Regions from separate parts of the Hordeum vulgare genome. Here region 1 is linked to region 2. The links are chromatin contacts, called in public HiChIP or PLAC-seq maps. All regions are on one chromosome and are shown on one strand. The core of a region is the stretch at or near the end of the contact, and the rest is flanking DNA. Distances in the headings are between cores, read along the strand shown.

Region 1 (6,374 bases), core at 910-3,409, 130 kb before region 2:
CACCAGTGTGAATGAACGAACATTATTCGACTGTGAAACTGACACCGTTCGTGCCGAACGTCAAAACCAGAAGGAAAACTAAGTAGTTTAAAAAACAGAGTGGAAACCGAGTGACCTTGGAACAGACCTGTTGTTCTAGTTGGCGGTTTCGCTCCTCAAGTCGCCTAATCGTCGCCTGTTGGTTCTTTAGGTGGGCAGATTCTGCCCGGTATTCTTCAAGCTCAAGTTTCATCTTCCGATTTTCAGTCTCCAGTTCAGATAGTTTCTGGTCTTGATCCTGAATGCATTGAGGTCATTAGCACCAAACTATGGTGAAAACTAACTGAACCCTACTTATTATATTCGAACAAGATACTAGTTATCGATGTACATTCAAGCAAAGGAATAAACAAAACTGAACACATTAGGCTTTTGTTGTAGGAAACTGCGTGCCATATCATGTTTTTTCCAAAGTTGCTAACTCTGATCTGCACTAGTTACACTTGACTGCTACTTGTATTGGAACAAACTAACTCGCATCTATATTTGAAGTTTGACAGCTTCCCACCTGTAGTTTGATTTAGCACAAATTAACACGTATTATTGTAGAAGTTCTAAGTTCAAAGAGTAACGATAGAATCATACAAACGATTATCTGCTATTGTCGTATATCGGTAGGTGTCAATACTGAATACCAAGAAGATGGCAAGTGATTATATGCGACAAGGCAAGATATTTAAGTATTGGTGACAGCTTGCAACTTAGAGAAGTCGGAACAGCTGTGAGGCAATTTCCTCTATGGAAACCACAAACAATGCCGAGGTAGAGCAGCTACTGTAGAGAGTAAGTTTGAAAGACATACAGCCATAGAAGCAAGAGCTGGATATGGATCAGGGGCTTCATAGAGCTTCTGATAGATGTTGAGAAATGCATTTTCCCCAAACTTTGCTCTCTTGGTGAGATTATCCACTTCCTCCTGGTAACTCTTAAGCAATGAGTTGAACAAACTAAGCTTGTCATCTGGAGATGCCTTCTTGAAATCCCGAGTATTCTCAGCAAGTCTACGTCGGTTCTTCTGGCTCGTCTCTTGGTTCTCCGCAATCTTTAAACCCTGCTCATCCAAACCACTTCTTTCTTTCTCCAAATCGAAGTCTAAATTGTACAAGAGACAACAGTCAGATTCTCCACCATGGATAGCATAAAATTTTACATGGCAGAGGCATCAACCTACATTCCACATACAAGAACTAAATAAATCAAAATGCTATCTACAGTACATGAGCATTCACACTTAGAAGCTATTGACGCGTTGTAGCTTTCCAAACCCCCACATGGGAACCACGGTATCGATCAAGTGGCATGATAACTCACAGCTACTCTCCCTACTTGGTATGGATGCAAATAATTCGAGGAAACTGCAGAAGTTCATGATGTCTGCAATCAATCACTAACTCCTTGTTCAAATGATGTAGAGTGGATATACATCATTGCCTATGCACAAAAACTAGCATCTCTAATTTACTTCCGATCAGTGCAGAAACTAAACCAGGACAACAAAGGTTTGCCAACCTTCATAGAAATACAAGCAAAATTAAGTTTGAGATGAAGACTCAGGCCTTCTCTACTGAAACTACTTGGTCTGCCTGTCTCGAGCATGCCATACAGTTTGAAGCCAATTGAGGAGGTGCAAGCAAAAACATGCTAGTAGAAGATTTTGAATGCTGGTGGAAAATGTAAGCATGTCAAGGCAATTAAGATCTCTCCAGTCGCGATCAGTGCAAAACCCCACAGATTCTACACCTACAAGCCAGTACAGGTGCGCGCAACTGGGAAGCGCGACGCTCCGCGGCAATTCAGACCAACCGGCCCTACGGGCACACCAGTTCGTTCGAGCCAGACGAAGCGAAGGTGGGGGTCGAGGCGGACCTTTCCAGAAGCTGCAGACGACGGCGAGAGGCGACGCGGAGGAGGACGGGGGCGGGGGAGGGGGCGGCGGCGGCGAGCGGTCGCGCTCCGCCGCGGCCGCGTGGGCCGGCGAGGGGTCCATCGGACCGGCCGGGGGATCTGGGCGCCTGGATCTGGCGGGATCCGGTGGGGTGGGGCGGCGCGGCGACGACGTGCGCGGTGCGGTGCGGTGAGTATATGTGATCTGCTTTACAAGTGGTTTTCTTTTTCTTCAGTACGTAAGTTGTTGGTGCGTCTGCTCGCCCTCCTCTTCCTTCTGTCTGCTGGCCGCGTGGGGGAGGAGGGGATGGGAGCAACGATCGAGTGACGTCTGCGAGGCTAAATTGCACACAAGTATCACAATTGCCACGTTACATGCAGAGTTATACTCCATCCGTTCTAAAATAAATGTCTCGAGCTTAGTACAACTCTGTAATAGAGTTAGTATAAAGTTGTCAAAATTGATACTCCCTCCGTTTCTAAATATAAGACATTTTAGAAATTACACTATGGACTAGATACGAAGCAAAATGAGTGAATCTACATCCTAAAATATGACTACATACATCCGTATGTAGTTCATAGTGGAATTTCTAAAAGATCTTATATTTAGGAACGGAGGGGGTAATATTTTATATCCATATACTAATAAGTGTATCTGTATTTTTTAACTGTTGCAAGAAAAAAAACTAAAAAAAGGAAAGGAGCAAACCCACGTGCAACAACCCAAAAAAATCACAAGCGACTAGTTCTCTCCTCCAGCACAATTAATTATTTTTCTTCCTTTTTTAAAAAAAAGCTATATCTTTTGAATCAAGTGTCAAAATTAAGATTTGTTTTCACGGCTAGGTTTCTCGCGACGAATGCTTCAAAACTAGATCACGTATGGGTATGTTTTGATAAACTTTTTTAGGTAACTTTGTATGCAACAGAGGCAGCTCGAGTGTTATAGGGAAGCAACTCCTTCTTTTTAGTCAAGTAGGCCTGTGTGTTAGATTTGTTTGTTTAAAAACGATAAAATCACACAAAACATGAGCGTCTTTAGTGCTACATGCAATTAACTTCACTAGGCTATTTGTACCCGTGAACTTTTGCTAACATTATCCCAACTTACCTATCACAGCTGCTCAATTTCTTATCGTTGTTCATCAGTTTACCTACAGTGGAGACCTAGTTGCCCACAAAGACTTTGAAATTGCCTAATATGGATGTTTAGTTGTTTGCCATCGGTATTCAGTTGACTACCATTGCTACTCAGTTGCCTAACTTTGCACATTAGTTACCTACAATATAATAAAGTTTTGTATCATTATTTTTCATAATATTATAGGCAACTAGCTTACAAAGTTAGGCAATTAACAAACAACGATAGGCAATTAATTATTAACGAGAGTCAACTAGGCATCAATAATAGGCTATTTCATATTATTTATAGGCAACTGAGGATCAATTGTAGACAACTGAGCATCATAATAGACAACTGAGCAACCACAATATGCAAGTTGGGATAATGTTAGCAAAATTCATAGGTACATATAGTACAGTGAAGTTGTTTGTATGTAACACTAAATACACCTCATGTTTTATGTGATTTATCGGTTTTTACACAAACCAACCTAATAGGTAGTCCTACTAGACAAAAAAAATGGATTGTTTCCCTATAGCACTGGAGTTGTCTCTGTTGCACACAAAGTTGTCCAAAGAAAATTTGTTGATAGCAATCCGCATGGGATTTAGTTTTTAAAGAGCTCGTCATTACAAACTCAACGGTAAAAACGGATCTGAATTCTAAAGCAAGTTTGATTGGTTTAGGTGTCATACTCTGGTGAAAGAAGTTGCCTGCCCATAGCACTAAAGTTGCCTCTATAATACAAAGGTGCTCAAAATAAAGTTCGTTAAAATCTATTCATATGAGATTTAGTTTTGAACAATTTGTTGCGAGAAACTCAATAATAAAAACGGATCTAAATTCCGACATTCGAATCAAAAGTTATGATTTTTTTTAAACGTCAATAAATACACGTGGTCTTTTTCCGGTTGTCTTCACAAGCACGTGGGGTTCCTTCCTATTTTGACTTTTTGAGAGTGCGCTCGCATATTTATATGTCAGTACCAAGTCTGGTGCAAGCCGTTACAAAAAGATCTAAACTGAGTATAAATATGTATTGACGGTGTATCTGACTGATGGGGCCCGTCTGTCAGGTGCCGATGTGGCAAGTTTTTTTTATAGAAAACCCCCTTACCATATACTTAAACATATAAATGTCCTTTATTTCAAAAAAAAATATGAATTTTTATTTTTCGTTTGTAATTTTTTAACACCAAATCAGACTTTTTTGAAAAACTTCGTCGAACCGCAAAGAAAAGAAAAAAAACGGATCGTGACAGGAATCGGACCCAAACCTCTCTTACATAGGCGCGACGTCATCACCACCACGCCACAGGGCCGCTCCCGTCTCGGAAACGGCAGGATACTCTTCGTACTACATCGGGCATGCTGGGCCGCCTCGTTGGGCCCAACGAAGTTGTGCGTGCTGAGTTATAATAAAAAATAATGCGCTGAGTCATATGATGAATATATTTTAAATGCGAATAAGCAATTCTTGTAACGTATGTTGAAATTTTTTAAGATATGAAAACATTTGAAATAATGCGCGGTGATTTTTTTGTAATTTATGATGAACATTTTCTTAATACATTATTTGTTTTCAAAATGTTTATTTCGAAAAAAGTTCAGAAAAATATAGATATGACGAATAAATTTGTTTTTTAGTTGATTACACAATGGTATCTATAATAATAAGTAATTATATTAAGATATGATGAACATTTTTACATACTATTGTATAAAATCATTTTGCATTTCAATAAACACCTCGAGTTTTTTAACAAAATTTAAACAGTTTAAATGTATTTCTAAAATTTATTATGATTACACAAATATTTTTAATACATTTCACAAGCTTTTTAAGTGACTGTGCGTTTATTTTTGCATATACGAGTAACTCAAAAAAATGTTTGTTGGGCATATCCTTTTATTTTGCCTATTTAACTAATATAATAAGGATACACAATGTTTGTATCGATTCCCGCAGCTTCGTAACATATAATATGCATATTTTTTAATAGTTGCGTGTTTTAACAGTTACATATTATTTTTTATTGTAACTCAGCGCGCAGCCTTGCTGGGCCAAACCAGTCGGCTCGGTATGCCTAAGATAGTATGAAGGGTATCCTGCCGGTCCTTTAACGATGAGCGCCTCCATGGTGTGGTGGCGAAGACGTCGTGCCTGTGCATAAGAGGTCGCAGATTCGCTTTCCTCCACGGCCTGTTTTTTTCCTTTTCTTTACAATTTGATGAAAAATTTCAAAAAAGTCTGATTTGGTGTTAAAAAATTATGAAAAAAATTATATAATTTTTTTCCATGCAAAATAAAGGGCATTTATATGATTAAGTATATAGCAAGGGGTTCCTGTAAAAAATCTGCCACGTCGGCACCTGACAGGCGGGCCCCAACTGTCAGATATACCATCAATACGTATTTATACATGATTTAGATCTTTTTACAATGGCTTGCCCCAGACTTGGTACTGACATGTAAAAATTACGAATCTTGGTATCAATCTGCATGTAATGCTCCAATTGTGATATTTCTATGCAATTTACTCCGTCTGTGTCAATGACAGTATTATTTTTCTCTGTGCAAAAAAGGATCAGGTCTACTTCCTCTATACCACAACACAAGTATTTAGGAACAGAGGGAGTAGTATATTACTTATGAAAAGTTCATTAAAAGTATATATCTTCTCAAACATAATAAAAATAATAGAGATTCTGATATTATCGAACGACCACTATTGCCACCAGAACGAGCCATCCCAGCGTCGTTGTCGCTACTCCCTTGTTGGAGCCAGCTTGACCTTATCGATTACAGTCGAGAAGTTTTCGTGTAATCGTCATTGTTGAACTCTTGCATAGATCTAAAACACCTTACAGCAAATCTCGCCACATGATGTGAAACCCTAACCTCATCGTCTCAAGAAGATATCAGGAATCTATGTTGGAGCTCCATCGACGATGTCCAAATGGACGAATTCAAGGAGGATCGAAGCCCGGGACAAACTCAAAGAAGAAGTGTCGCCGTTCTTCCGAGCGCAGCATCTGCGAGGACTAACAAAACCTAACCTAAACTACTAATCAGGACCAAGGCACCGGAATTTTCCTCCCTGCCAGCGGCCGCTGGAGAGGCAAGTAGAGGGAAGGCAAATCAACAGGATCGCTGGTGAATCACGGAGGGGGGGGGAATTTTCCCTAATCACCTATAGTTAGGGGAAGAAAACAAGAGGAAGTCTTGCACCTTCCAGGTTGCGAGAGCCTTCCTCCGTAGAGTTAGAAGTATTTAAGAGAGACGGTAAACATTTCATCTAGTGTTTTATTTACAAAAAGATTC
Region 2 (6,442 bases), core at 353-2,852:
CATCATTATTGATAAATAAGTTAAGGCACGCGACATGATTTTGTTATTGGTCTGTCAATGTGGAGATCATCTTGATGGAAGCATTGAGTATCACTGAATAAGTTTTTAAGGTAGGTATATCCTGACGGCGATGGGTGTCAAATCGTTGGCTTACCAGTTTCGTTGAGCCTCATTATCAACTGTTCTCTGCTGGGGAGAGTGTACATCCCGGCACCAACCGCCTTCCGGATTGCCCAGCTATGGAACGGGGCGCAGACCTGGCCGTAGGCCGTCGTCGCGGCATCATACAACGAGCCGCCCCTGAAAAACCAGACGCCAGAGAGAGTGTAAGCTGTCGTCCGTCCGTTTGCGGAATCAAGGATGATTTTATTAGCACAAAACTGATGATGATGAACCAAACCGCCATTGATTGCTGCACAAAGCATTTGCCGCCGCTGCTGGTGGTGCCAGCGGGGGAGAGCAAGAGACAAATTTGCGCTATGCTGGAACGAACGAATGAGTGAGTGAGTGAGTGGGTGAATGAGTGGGGAAACGTACTCGGTTGCGAGGAACTGCTCGAAGAGGGCCTTGATGAGGCCGAGGCCGAGCCGGACCCTGCGCAGGTTCCGGGAATGGCTGCCCTGCTTCTTGACCGAGTCGTTCTCCACGTCCTTGTCCAGGATGTCGTTGAGCGTCGCGTACTCCCTCGATGCCCCGATGAGGTCGTTCACCTGGGCAAAGTTGGCTTACATTTCTTTCTTTCCTTCCACCACAGGTCGCGGTCGTGACCAAACAAAAACGAAACTAGAATAGAAACGATCGCCGGTTCCATTTCTTTCTTGCACACAATCTTGTTTGGGAATCCTAAAAGCTTCCCGATTCTGTGGTTACGATCGTCGATTGTTTCTAAATAAAAGACGCCATGGCGAGATGGGCGAGGCTTGGTCTGCAAGAAGAATGAAAGGGATGGAGGAATGGCGAGATGGGATTGGGATTGGGATTGGGGTGTGTACCTTGGTGACGTACTCGCTCTCGGCGAACTTGAAGGCGATGCCGAGGGAGTTGAAGAGGACGGAGACGAGGGCGCAGGTGTCGCCGAAGGGGGCGAGGCGGAGCTCCCCGCCGTCGGCCTCCATCCCGCGCGCCAGCTCCTCGAACGCCTCGGCCACGGCCGTGAGCGGCTGCTCCATGCCCTGCCGCGCCGCCACCACGGCCGCCGCCGCGTCGCACATCTGCTCCGACTGCGCCGGCCTCTGCCCCCTGAACGCCATCATCTCCTCCCTCCCTCCCTCCCTATCAACCAACCTCCCTCCCTATCCCTCGCCGGTGGCGCGCGGAGGCCGCTGCTCCTCCTCCTCCTGGCCACCCCTCTCTCTCTCCTCGGCACCGAAGGCGCGGCGCAACAACCGATAACGGATGGTGGTGGGGGTGGCGCGGGCGGGCGCACGGGGCAGAATGGGCTCGCGGAAAATATAGCGGCTCCGGGGAGAGGAGGGCGCCGCCTATGTATAGGAGGGGTGCCGCCGGGAGTCTGCCGCGGGCGGGGGTGAGCAGGATCGGACGGAGGCGGAGAGGGATTTGGAGAGGAGGAAGTGCGGGGCGAAATCGGGTCCTCTTCTTTTTTTTCTTCCGTATATGTAGGCATCGTCCGGGAGTTTCGTGAGCGGGGCGCACGGGTAAGCGGTGGACGTGGGGTCCTGGCTAGACCGAGTTCGGACGGGGGAGAGAGAGAGAGACTGGTCGTGGTCGGTCCGTCGATTGGCGTGTTGGAGGAGTAGAAAAGTGGTAGGGACTCCGAGGCGGTGGTGTTTCCCCCTCGTGGTACTTACGCCAACGACTCGGCACCGATATTTTCTTTTGCGGGGGGCGGCAACGAACATGGGATCGATCGAATCATCCCCTCTCCACCACAGGTTACGTCCCAAGCCATAATATTGTTGTTCGCATTTTTGTTTAATGACGTGCGCTCAATGAAAAGAGATGCCCCCTTCAACTAGGAAGGCCTTTGTGATGAATTTGTCAATCTTAAAATAATGCACTGGCCTAATCTTTTGAAAATGTTCATAGGGGTAACAATGCGCACGTGTATTTATAGGGATGAGTATATGCGCCTATATATGTCCGTCTGTGTCTGTACCGTGTTCTTCAAACAAAAAATTAAATTAAAGGGGAAATGTACAATGCACAAGAGGTTGTATGTACGAAGCCATAGTTCTTTTTTTTTAAACATCAACTTTATCGATCACTTAACAAAGTTACAAAGAGTGTTCCGGATACAAGCGGGAGCACAATGAGAAACAATAAGGCTAGATAAATTCTTACAATGCTTAGTTAACAAATGAATAGCTACATTAACTTGCCGATGAATATGCTTAAACTGTTGGAATTATGCCCTGGAGGCAATAATAAATATAGTTATTATTATAATTCCTGTATCAAGATAATCGTTTATTATCCATGCTATAATTGTATTGAATGAAGACTCATTTACAAGTGTGGATACATAAAAACACTGTCCCTAGCAAGCCTCTAGTTGGCTAGCGAGTTGATCAAAGATAGTCAGTGTCTTCTGATTATGAACAAGGTGTTGTTGCTTGATAACTGGATCACGTCATTAGGAGAATCACGTGATGGACTAGACCCAAACTAATAGACGTAGCATGTTGATCGTGTCATTTTGTTGCTACTGTTTTCTGCGTGTCAAGTATTTGTTCCTATGACCATGAGATCATATAACTCACTAACACCGGAGAAATACTTTGTGTGTATCAAACGTCGCAACGTAACTGGGTGACTATAAAGATGCTCTACAGGTATCTCCGAAGGTGTTCGTTGAGTTAGTACGGATCAAGACTGGGATTTGTCACTCCGTGTGACGGAGAGGTATCTCGGGGCCCACTCGGTAATACAACATCACACATAAGCCTTGCAAGCAATGTGACTTAGTGTAAGTTGCGGGATCTTGTATTACGGAACGAGTAAAGAGACTTGCCGGTAAACGATATTGAAATAGGTATGCGGATACTGACGATCGAATCTCGGGCAAGTAACATACCGAAGGACAAAGGGAATGACATACGGGATTATATGAATCCTTGGCACTGAGGTTCAAACGATAAGATCTTCGTATAATATGTAGGATCCAATATGAGCATCCAGGTCCCGCTATTGGATATTGGCCGAGGAGTCTCTCGGGTCATGTCTACATAGTTCTCGAACCCGCAGGGTCTGCACACTTAAGGTTCGACGTTGTTTTATGCGTATTTGAGTTATATGGTTGGTTAACGAATGTTGTTCTGAGTCCCGGATGAGATCACGGACGTCACGAGGGTTTCCGGAATGATCCGGAAATGAAGATTGATATATAGGATGACCTCATTTGATTACCGGAAGGTTTTCGGAGTTACCGGGAATGTACCGGGAATGACGAATGGGTTCCGGGAGTTCACCGCGGGGGGGGGGGGGGGGCAACCCACCCCGGGGAAGCTCATAGGCCTTGAGGGTGGCGCACCAGCCCTTTGTGGGCTGGTGGGACAGCCCAAAAGGGGCCCTATGCGCATTGGAAGAAAAATCAAAGAGAACAAAAAGGAGGTGGGAAGGGAAGGAAGGACTCCCACCCACCAAACCAAGTCCAACTCGGTTTTGGGGGGGGAGACCTTCCCCCCTTGGCTCGGCCGACCCCCTTGGGGCTCCTTGAGCCCCAAGGCAAGGCCCCCCTTCTCCCACCTATATATACGGAGGTTTTAGGGCTGATTTGAGACGACTTTTCCACGGCAGCCCGACCACATACCTCCACGGTTTTTCCTCTAGATCGCGTTTCTGCGGAGCTCGGGCGGAGCCCTGCTGAGACAAGGTCATCACCAACCTCCGGAGCGCCGTCACGCTGCCGGAGAACTCTTCTACCTCTCCCTCTCTCTTGCTGGATCAAGAAGGCCGAGATCATCGTCGAGTTGTACGTGTGCTGAACGCGGAGGTGCCGTCCGTTCGGTACTAGATCGTGGGACTGATCGCGGGATTGTTCGCGGGGCGGATCGGGGGACGTGAGGACGTTCCACTACATCAACCGCGTTCACTAACGCTTCTGCTGTACGGTCTACAAGGGTACGTAGATCACTCATCCCCTCTCGTAGATGGACATCACCATGATAGGTCTTCGTGCACGTAGGAAAATTTTTGTTTCCCATGCGACGTTCCCCAACAGTGGCATCATGAGCTAGGTTCATGCGTAGATGTCTTCTCGAGTAGAACACAAAAGTTTTTGTGGGCGGTGATGTGCGTTTTGCTGCCCTCCTTAGTCTTTTCTTGATTCCGCGGTATTGTTGGATTGAAGCGGCTTGGATCGACATTACTCGTACGCTTACGAGAGACCGGTTTCATCGCTACGAGTAACCACGTTGCTCAAAGATGACTGGCAAGTGTCAGTTTCTCCAACTTTAGTTTAATCGGATTTGACCGAGGAGGTCCTTGGATGAGGTTAAATCGCAACTCATATATCTCCGTTGTGGTGTTTGCGTAAGTAAGATGCGATCCTACTAGATACCCGTGGTCACCACGTAAAACATGCAACAACAAAATTAGAGGACGTCTAACTTGTTTTTGGAGGGTATGCTTGTGATGTGATATGGCCAATGATGTGATGTGATATATTGGATGTATGATATGATCATGTTGTAATAGATAATATCGACTTGCACGTCGATGGTACGGCAACTGGCAGGAGCCATAGGATTGTCTTTATACTAATGTTTGTGCTTGCAGATGCGTTTACTATTTTGCTAGGATGTAGCTTTAGTAGTAATAGCATGAGTAGCACGACAACTGAAAGGATCAATATGGTTGGCTAGAGGGGGGTGAATAGACAACGACCACTTTTTAATTAATCTTAACAAGTTAAGGTAAACACTATACGGGTTCACGAATAATATGACAAAGAGGTGACCCCTATAGAAGCTATCAACAAGACCTATTAAGACAAGTAAGATATAGTCACAAGTAAAAGCAAATACAAAGTAAAGGTTAGAGATAACCACAAGTGGAACCGATGGAGACGAGGATGTGTTACCGAAGTTCCTTCCCTTTGACAGGAAGTACGTCTCCGTTGGAGCGGTGTGGAGGCACAATGCTCCCCAAAAAGCCACTAAGGCCACCGTATTCTCCTCACGCCCTCGCACGATGCAAGGTACCGTGATTCCACTATAGGTGCCCTTGAAGGCGGCGACCGAACCTTTACAAACAAGGTTGGGGCAACTCCACACAAAGCTTGGAGGCTCCCAACAAGACCACGAAGCTTCACCACAATGGAATATGGCTTCGAGGTGACCTCAACCGTCTAGGATGCTCAAACACCCAAGAGTAACAAGATCCGCAAGGGATAGGTGGGGGAATCAACTTTTCTCTTGGTGGAAGTGTGGATCTAGGCCTTCTCAACCAATCCCTAAAGAATCAACAAGTTTGATTGGCTAGGGAGAGAGATCGGGCACTTTTAAGCTTGTGGAGCAACAATGAAGCTTAGAGAGGTAAGGGGTAGTGTTCCTCAGCTAGAAGAACACTTTATATAGTGGGGGAAAAATTCAGACCGTTTTCCCACTCTCTGCCCGAGATCCAGCGGTACTACCGCTGAGAAGGAGCGGTACTACCGCTGCCTGGCGGTACTACCGCTGGATGCAGCGGTACTACCGCTGGCCCTTGGTAGTGCATAAGCACTACTACCGCCGAGAAAATCTTCGCAAAAGGGTCCGTCCACGAACTACCGCTAGGTAGGTGGAACAGGGCACCTGAAGTGGTACTACCGCTGACCAGGGGCGGTACTACCGCCATCCAGCGGTACTACCGCTGGCTGCAGCGGTACTACCGCTGGCAGTCCAGCGGTACTACCGCTGGGGACCATTTTGCAGAGAAGCAAAGAACAAAACGGCGAGGGCCGCTCCAAAGATAAAGGAGTGGGAGAAGAAGAGGTGTGCGTGTGCAAAGATAGATTCCACCCAAAACCTTTCCCCTACGGATCCCCTCTTAATAGTACGGCTTTCCTATGACTGAAATAAAGAGAATCTAGGAGGGCGCCATGCTTCCGTTCCAGAAGAGAGGAGTCGTGTCGTCTTGTGCCGTTGACGAGTGTTGCCTGAAACCTTGACACACACGATTAGTCCTGTACGGAACTGTCATCAATCACCAAAATTACTTACGCATAAATTATGCCTCAACAATCTCCCCCTTTTTGGTGGATTGATGACAATACCGGATTTGCATGGATAATAATATGAGAGTAAAGAAGATAGAGATATATGACATATGACTCACAGCATATGATGGAAATAAATATAATCTCACATAAGAAAGATCATGTCTCACACAAGATAGCAAACGAAGCAAACCAAGTTCAAAGCAAATCAAACGAGATAAAGCAAAGCAATGCAAAGTTCGAATGAAATCAAATCCCTAGACTCTCTCCCCCTTTGGCACAAGA

The links. HiChIP or PLAC-seq counts read pairs in DNA pulled down with a chosen protein or histone mark.
Region 1: a contact with region 2 is called in an H3K4me3 HiChIP or PLAC-seq map of embryo, with 5 times the contacts expected there. The contact joins the promoter of LOC123447443 here to the promoter of LOC123451047 in region 2. A contact is called at or near these places in 1 of 6 Hi-C or Micro-C datasets (seedling) and 1 of 1 datasets of contacts at active chromatin or transcription factors (embryo).

What each region holds. Positions count from the first base shown.
Region 1 is chr4H:17,083,544-17,089,917 of MorexV3_pseudomolecules_assembly, reverse strand. LOC123447443 (protein CASP) reads right to left here and starts at 2,159. Exons shown (of 18, transcript XM_045124045.1): 1 at 1,906-2,159; 2 at 842-1,131; 3 at 128-277. The coding sequence starts at 2,026.
Region 2 is chr4H:16,948,838-16,955,279 of MorexV3_pseudomolecules_assembly, reverse strand. LOC123451047 (ACD11 homolog protein) reads right to left here and starts at 1,602. Exons shown (of 4, transcript XM_045128061.1): 1 at 993-1,602; 2 at 538-710; 3 at 155-300. The coding sequence starts at 1,253.